Linked DNA regions of Mus musculus: region 2 is linked to region 1. Evidence: chromatin contacts called from public Hi-C data. All regions are on one chromosome and are shown on one strand. Each heading gives the region's core, a stretch centred on a gene start, on an enhancer-like site or on the middle of the called end of the contact. The rest is flanking DNA. Distances are from core to core; before and after follow the strand shown. Region 1 has its middle 74 kb from the start of Gadd45g. Region 2 has its middle 37 kb from the start of 4921525O09Rik.

Region 1 (2,693 bases), core at 64-2,563:
CCAGATGTAGGACGGGAAGTCTCAGCAGGGGAGCCTGACTTAGCTGCTCATCAGAGCCGCCCTGGGAACCTTAAGATTCTGCACGTGCTGGTTGTTTTAGGAATAGTTAAATCAATAGTTAAATCCTATACGGTAGCCCTGAGCCACCCCAGGGCATGAACATTTATTGCAGTCAAAACTACAGTTTGCCATGCCACTCTGGCTGTATTGCTGAGCCCGGTGGCTGCGCTGATCCCTGTAGACAGCGAACCAACCTTCCAGCACTCTTGCAAGACGACCCAGAGCAGTTTGCTGGGCAGCCTCCCTGGCCAGGGATTCCCAGGTTGAAGGTGTCTTGGCCATGAAAAGGTGACTTACCACTCTGGGTGAGCCTCTTGCTACACAGTGTAACACTGGTCTCCCAAATCTTTGTGCCCCAGGATTGTTGGGGTGCAGGTGGGAGGACTAGGGTGGGGGAAGTATTATAATCAAGTTCTCCCAGCCTGGCAGGTACACTCAGCCCCATCATGCCTCAGCCTCCTTTCTCCCAAGCTAGGCTAACCTTGACCCTGACCTGCCTAATGTGTGTTTCTAGGGCATTCCCTTGAGTTCTGGTTATTCACGCCCTGCGGAACTCTTAGATGTCTCCAGACTTTCTGCAGGCTCCTAGGAAGCCTTCCATTCCTCCAGCAATCCTGTCGCCTTCACACCCCAGTGTCTCAGGCTCCAGGAACCCCAGGTGGGCACACACTGGTGCCCAGAGCCAGTGTGGGGTCTCTTCGGCTCATATGGAACTCACCCTGTAATTTATCCAATGAACACTGTGGTAGCATGTGCCACATGCCAGGGATCTTTGAAGCGGAGAGATTGCTTCTGAAGTGAGCACGAATGTAAACCGAGAAGGGTGCGGTGACGTTCATGATTGGGCACACACAAAACCTGACTTTTAGGAGGGGCACGCACTGTGGCTGTAGGGCGCCATTTCATAGCATGTGCTTCCAGCTGTTGATGGAGGAGGAAGAACGAGAAGAAGGAGAAGGAGAAGGAGAAGAAGGGGCGGGGGAAGGGAAGCTTCTGTCCTGACAGCTTGAACTTCTTTTCATTGTTCCAGGAGTCAGCAGCAGGCCCAGCCAACAGCTGTGCACTGCGTATATCAGTAACAGCTGCCTTCTCCTGGGGTGAAATTAAAAGATTAGGGGGTGTGGGGCACGTGCTGGCCCCAGGAGCCCAAACAATGCTTGATTTAGGGTGAAACTCGTCTGGGAGGCTGACAAAGGAGAAGGCTCTGAGTTGGCTAGGGGTCAGGATGGGGGTGGGGGGCTGGCTTTGACAGAGACAAAAGGAGGGGAGCGGGAGGGGCGAGGTTGGGGGAGACAGGGCCCAGTGAAAAGAGGCCTGGAGCAGCTGCTCCTGCTCCAGAAATTTGAGACGGGTCTTTTCACAAACACAAACCCTGGAGAAGAATGGGGAGGCAGGCTTAGCTGAAATGGCCCCTTTTAGAAATGAAAAGGAGATTGAGAGCCCTGTCCGTTTTCCAAGTTTTCACCTAAGAGGGTGGAACATGATTAGTGCAGAAAGAGTGTGCGGAGGAGCAGATGGGCGAGCCACCCCGGAGCTGGGCTCTGTGTTTACATAACAATCATGGCCACACTGGGGTGCAGGAGCCAAGCTCCACTGCCACACTCCGCAGAGGTGGTGGTTGCCCCTGACTTCCAAGTGGGCAGTTCAAGCATGGCCCCAGTGTGGCTATTAACTGATGCCCTGGGCTAAAGCAAATAGATTTCATGACCTTGAAGAAACCAGGTGCCTGCCAGCAGGAGGCAGCCAGCTTTGGAGCATCCTGTAGTTTCACCTGGACAGAGCACTCTGTCTGAATGGCCGAGCATGTCAGACTCTCCTCCCTCCTTCCTCCCCCCACCCCACAATGGCTGAGCATGTCAGACTCCCCCCCCCCCCTGGCCACTGTGGAGAGCTGAGATTAACCTGTTGGAGAGACAGCCCTGGCTAGACCCCATTGGAGTCTGAGGTCAAGGGTCATTGGAGTCTGAAGCAGAGGTGCCTGGCAGCGGAAGCTTGGGTTTGCACGTGCCCCGAGCTTTGCCTCTGAGAGCATCCTTGTCCAAAGGCATGGGCTGGCACTGACCTTTAGAACAGAGATGCCAAACTCACTTAGCCTGTGCTCCCCAAGATGCCAAGATCCTGGAAGACAGAGGGGCTAGGGAATGCACTAGATAGATAGAGGCAACCTAATGGCTCTGCTCACAATATCCCTGCTCCTTTGACGGTGAAATCTGAGCAAGACACGAAGGTTGGAGGTGGTGGGCACTGTGTCAGCATCCAGGTCTCTATGGCTGTGGGTGTCTCAATAAATACTTGCAAGAACTTAAGAGAAAGGGTATAACCTGTGGGCCTCTAATTGCTTCTCAGCTCAGGTGGAGGGGGGGGGGCGGGGAGAGACATACCTCACTATGTGGCCATCTCCCGCCCATGATCACTCAAGGATCCTCTCACATACCCAAGTCCACCTCTATATAAAATGATATCTGCGTGTCTCTGTGCATAGCTTTCCATATATTTTATTTTAATCAATTAATTAGATAATTGATTTTTCTGTGGTGCTGGGGTAGGAACTCAGGGCCCTGTACATGCTAGGCAAGGGTTCTACTACTTACTGGTGCTCTTATCCTTGCCCACAGATGAAATCATCCCTGGTT
Region 2 (2,693 bases), core at 60-2,559, 210 kb after region 1:
TGATGTAGCTGAGAGCTGACATCTGATCTGAATGTTTCAGAGAGAGAAAGAGAGAGACCCAGCCTGGCACAGGCTTTTGAAACCTCAAAGCCAGGCCCCAGTGATTTACCTTGTCCTGGTTTAAATAAGAATGGCCATGATCAACTGAAATTTGAAAGCTTAGTCACCAGGGAGCAGTACTTTATTTGAAAGGATTAAAAGGATTAGGAAGTATGTTACTGGAGGGTGAGTTTTGAGGTTTCAAAAGCCCATGCCAATCCCAGAGTTTCTTTCTCTGCTCATGGATCAGGATGTAGCTCTCAACTACTGCTCCAGTGACTACCTGCATGCTGCTGTGCATCTGGACTTCTGGCTATGATGACAGTGGATTAAACCTCTGGAACTATAAGCAAGCCTCCAGTTAAATGATTTCTCTTATAAGTTGCACTGATCATAGTGTTTCTTTACAGAAATAGAACATGTGACTGAGACACACCTCCTCCAAAAAGGCCACACCTCCTAATCCTTCCCAAACAGTTCTGCTAACTGAAGATCATGTATTCAAACAAATGAGCCTATGGGAGCCATCGTATTCAAACTACCACAGGGGGCAAATGTTGTACCCTCTCTGTCCCCCACCCCCTCTGCTGGTGAGTATAACTGTTAAGTCACCATTATTTTCCATGTTACATCATCTCCATCCCTCAGTCTTGAGTGATCATGGCTCCACCTCTTTTTCCACACATTTGCTGTTCCGGAACCATCTCATGGTAGAGTTGGATAGCTTGTGGGTTTTGGTCACGGTCCTCTTTCCTTTATCCCATTTTTCAATTATTTGCATTACATTAAGTAATGGTGCTTCATTTCTTTCAACGGCCAGACAACTATTCTTCATGCAGACATATCACCGGATACTTATCTGTTGTTTGGCTCATAGACATTTGGGTTGCTTCTTCTTTTTGTTTATCATGATCAAAGCTACTGGGAACTTATGTGTGCAAATTTCCTTGTGGAAGTTATTTCTATTTCTCAAGGGACCTACAGGATGTGTCCTAGCCTCTGAATATGATGACTCTGCTCACGTCAGTGCTTTTTAACATGGAGAGTACCAGTCACATCTCACCAGGATCCCAGACATGCCTCAGACACTTCTTTCCACACTTTGGAGAACAGATGGGACTTTCTCAGAACCTCAAACAGAGTCAGCCTCCAACTCAGCAACCCTACCAGAAGTGCTTCATGTGGGGAACCAAACAGCTGTGCACACAAGGGCCAGTGAGGGAAGATCAATAAAGCATTATTCATCCTGGCCAATGGGAAAGACTCTGGTGTATCACAGGGCCACAGATGCAGGATCCTTTTCCAGGAACATCCTGAGTAGGTAAATTCAGAGATGATGATTGACAATTGCTTGACCTTGGGGGTGGGCAGATGGGACCATTCAGGGGCAAATTTCCTTGTGGGGTAGGGCAGAAGGGTGGTGGAAAGGTTCTAAAATTAGAGTGAAGCCAGAGTCACACAGCTTTGTAAACACACTAAAAACCACTGGACCGTGATCTTTAAAAGGATGAGTTTCATGCTGTGTCAACTATAAACCTATTTAGAGAGGGAGGGAGGGAGGGAAATTAAGTTCTCTGTCCCCGTTCTATTACAATGTTTTTCCCTATACTCGTCTGGGATTTAGCTTCAGCTTTCAACAATCCCTTCCCCCATCCCTCTCACACAGCTGCCTCTCTGCCCTTTTCCTTCTGGTTCTCAACTTCTCCTTCTCTTGCTGTCTTTCAAAAGAGACCAAGTAAGAGTTACCCCCCGATGTGAAGGAGCTCTGTTGAAGTCTCAAGCAGGGCTGCCAGGGAGCCAGTCTGGTATCCAGAAGCTGGTGTCCAGACAGGGCAGGAAGAGCTCTGTGAGTCTCATCTTTCTCTGGTTGGAGACTCACATGGATGTGAGTGACATGTTACCTCAGTGGTGTCCTAGCTTCTCAGAACTCTAGCTGATTCTGGAAAGCCTGGCCCTGTGTCACCTCAGGGAGAGGACCAAATGGTTAAGCTGGTGAGGGAGGGAACTGGAGCCTAGGAAGGAAAGGGCTGAGCCCTTGCCCTCTGGCCAGAGGCACTACCCTAGAATGAGCCCAGATATTACAAGTGACAGACATATAAACTTGGGCAGAGGCCTTGGATACAGCCACCCTCTAAGACAAGCATTCTATAAATTCTTAGTGCTGCCTGAAGAATGATGCCTGACAGGCCCCGTAGCTCCAGTCACAGTTGATGGACTTAGGGTTTTACCGGTGTGAACAGACACCATGACCAAGGCAACTCTTTTTATTTTTATTTTTTTACACACTCACAAATTTATTTTAAACCTGATTTCCTTCAAGCAACCAGCTCTTACTTATCTTTGCTGAAAATCCCCAAGATCGTATTATACAGTCTTCATGCCTTATTTGCTTATAGGCATTTATATATAAATATAAAAATAGTTTTAGTCCCCTCTTCTGAATTGGTTTCCTGATGCCATTGTAGTAAGTCATGCATGGATGCCTTAACCTAGCACAGATTTAATCTCATACAGTTCTTAAGGCTGGCATTCTGAAGCATTCTCACTGTGCTGATGCCAAGTCATCAGCAGGACAAGGCTTTAGGGCACAACCCACTTCTCTGCCTTTTATAGACTGCTGAACTTCATTCCCTGACTTATTTGGCTCCCATCAA

Evidence for each region. A called contact is a pair of places that touch in the nucleus more often than the background predicts.
Region 2: a contact with region 1 is called in a Hi-C map of bone marrow-derived macrophages, with 32 read pairs. The contact joins two enhancer-like sites. A contact is called at or near these places in 2 of 484 Hi-C or Micro-C datasets (bone marrow-derived macrophages and nephron progenitors), 1 of 115 datasets of contacts at active chromatin or transcription factors (a beta-TC-6 cell line) and 1 of 9 other capture datasets (embryonic trunk).

What each region holds. Positions count from the first base shown.
Region 1 is chr13:51,919,593-51,922,285 of GRCm38.p6, forward strand. No RefSeq gene overlaps it. Among named protein-coding and RNA genes, the nearest start is that of Gadd45g, 74 kb to the left of the region's middle. RefSeq lists an enhancer at 321-2,540. Within about 2 kb of position 1,314, at least 78 of the 459 cell types and tissues checked have an H3K27ac peak or open chromatin away from gene starts, as enhancers often do.
Region 2 is chr13:52,131,897-52,134,589 of GRCm38.p6, forward strand. No RefSeq gene overlaps it. Among named protein-coding and RNA genes, the nearest start is that of 4921525O09Rik, 37 kb to the left of the region's middle. Within about 2 kb of position 1,310, at least 6 of the 459 cell types and tissues checked have an H3K27ac peak or open chromatin away from gene starts, as enhancers often do.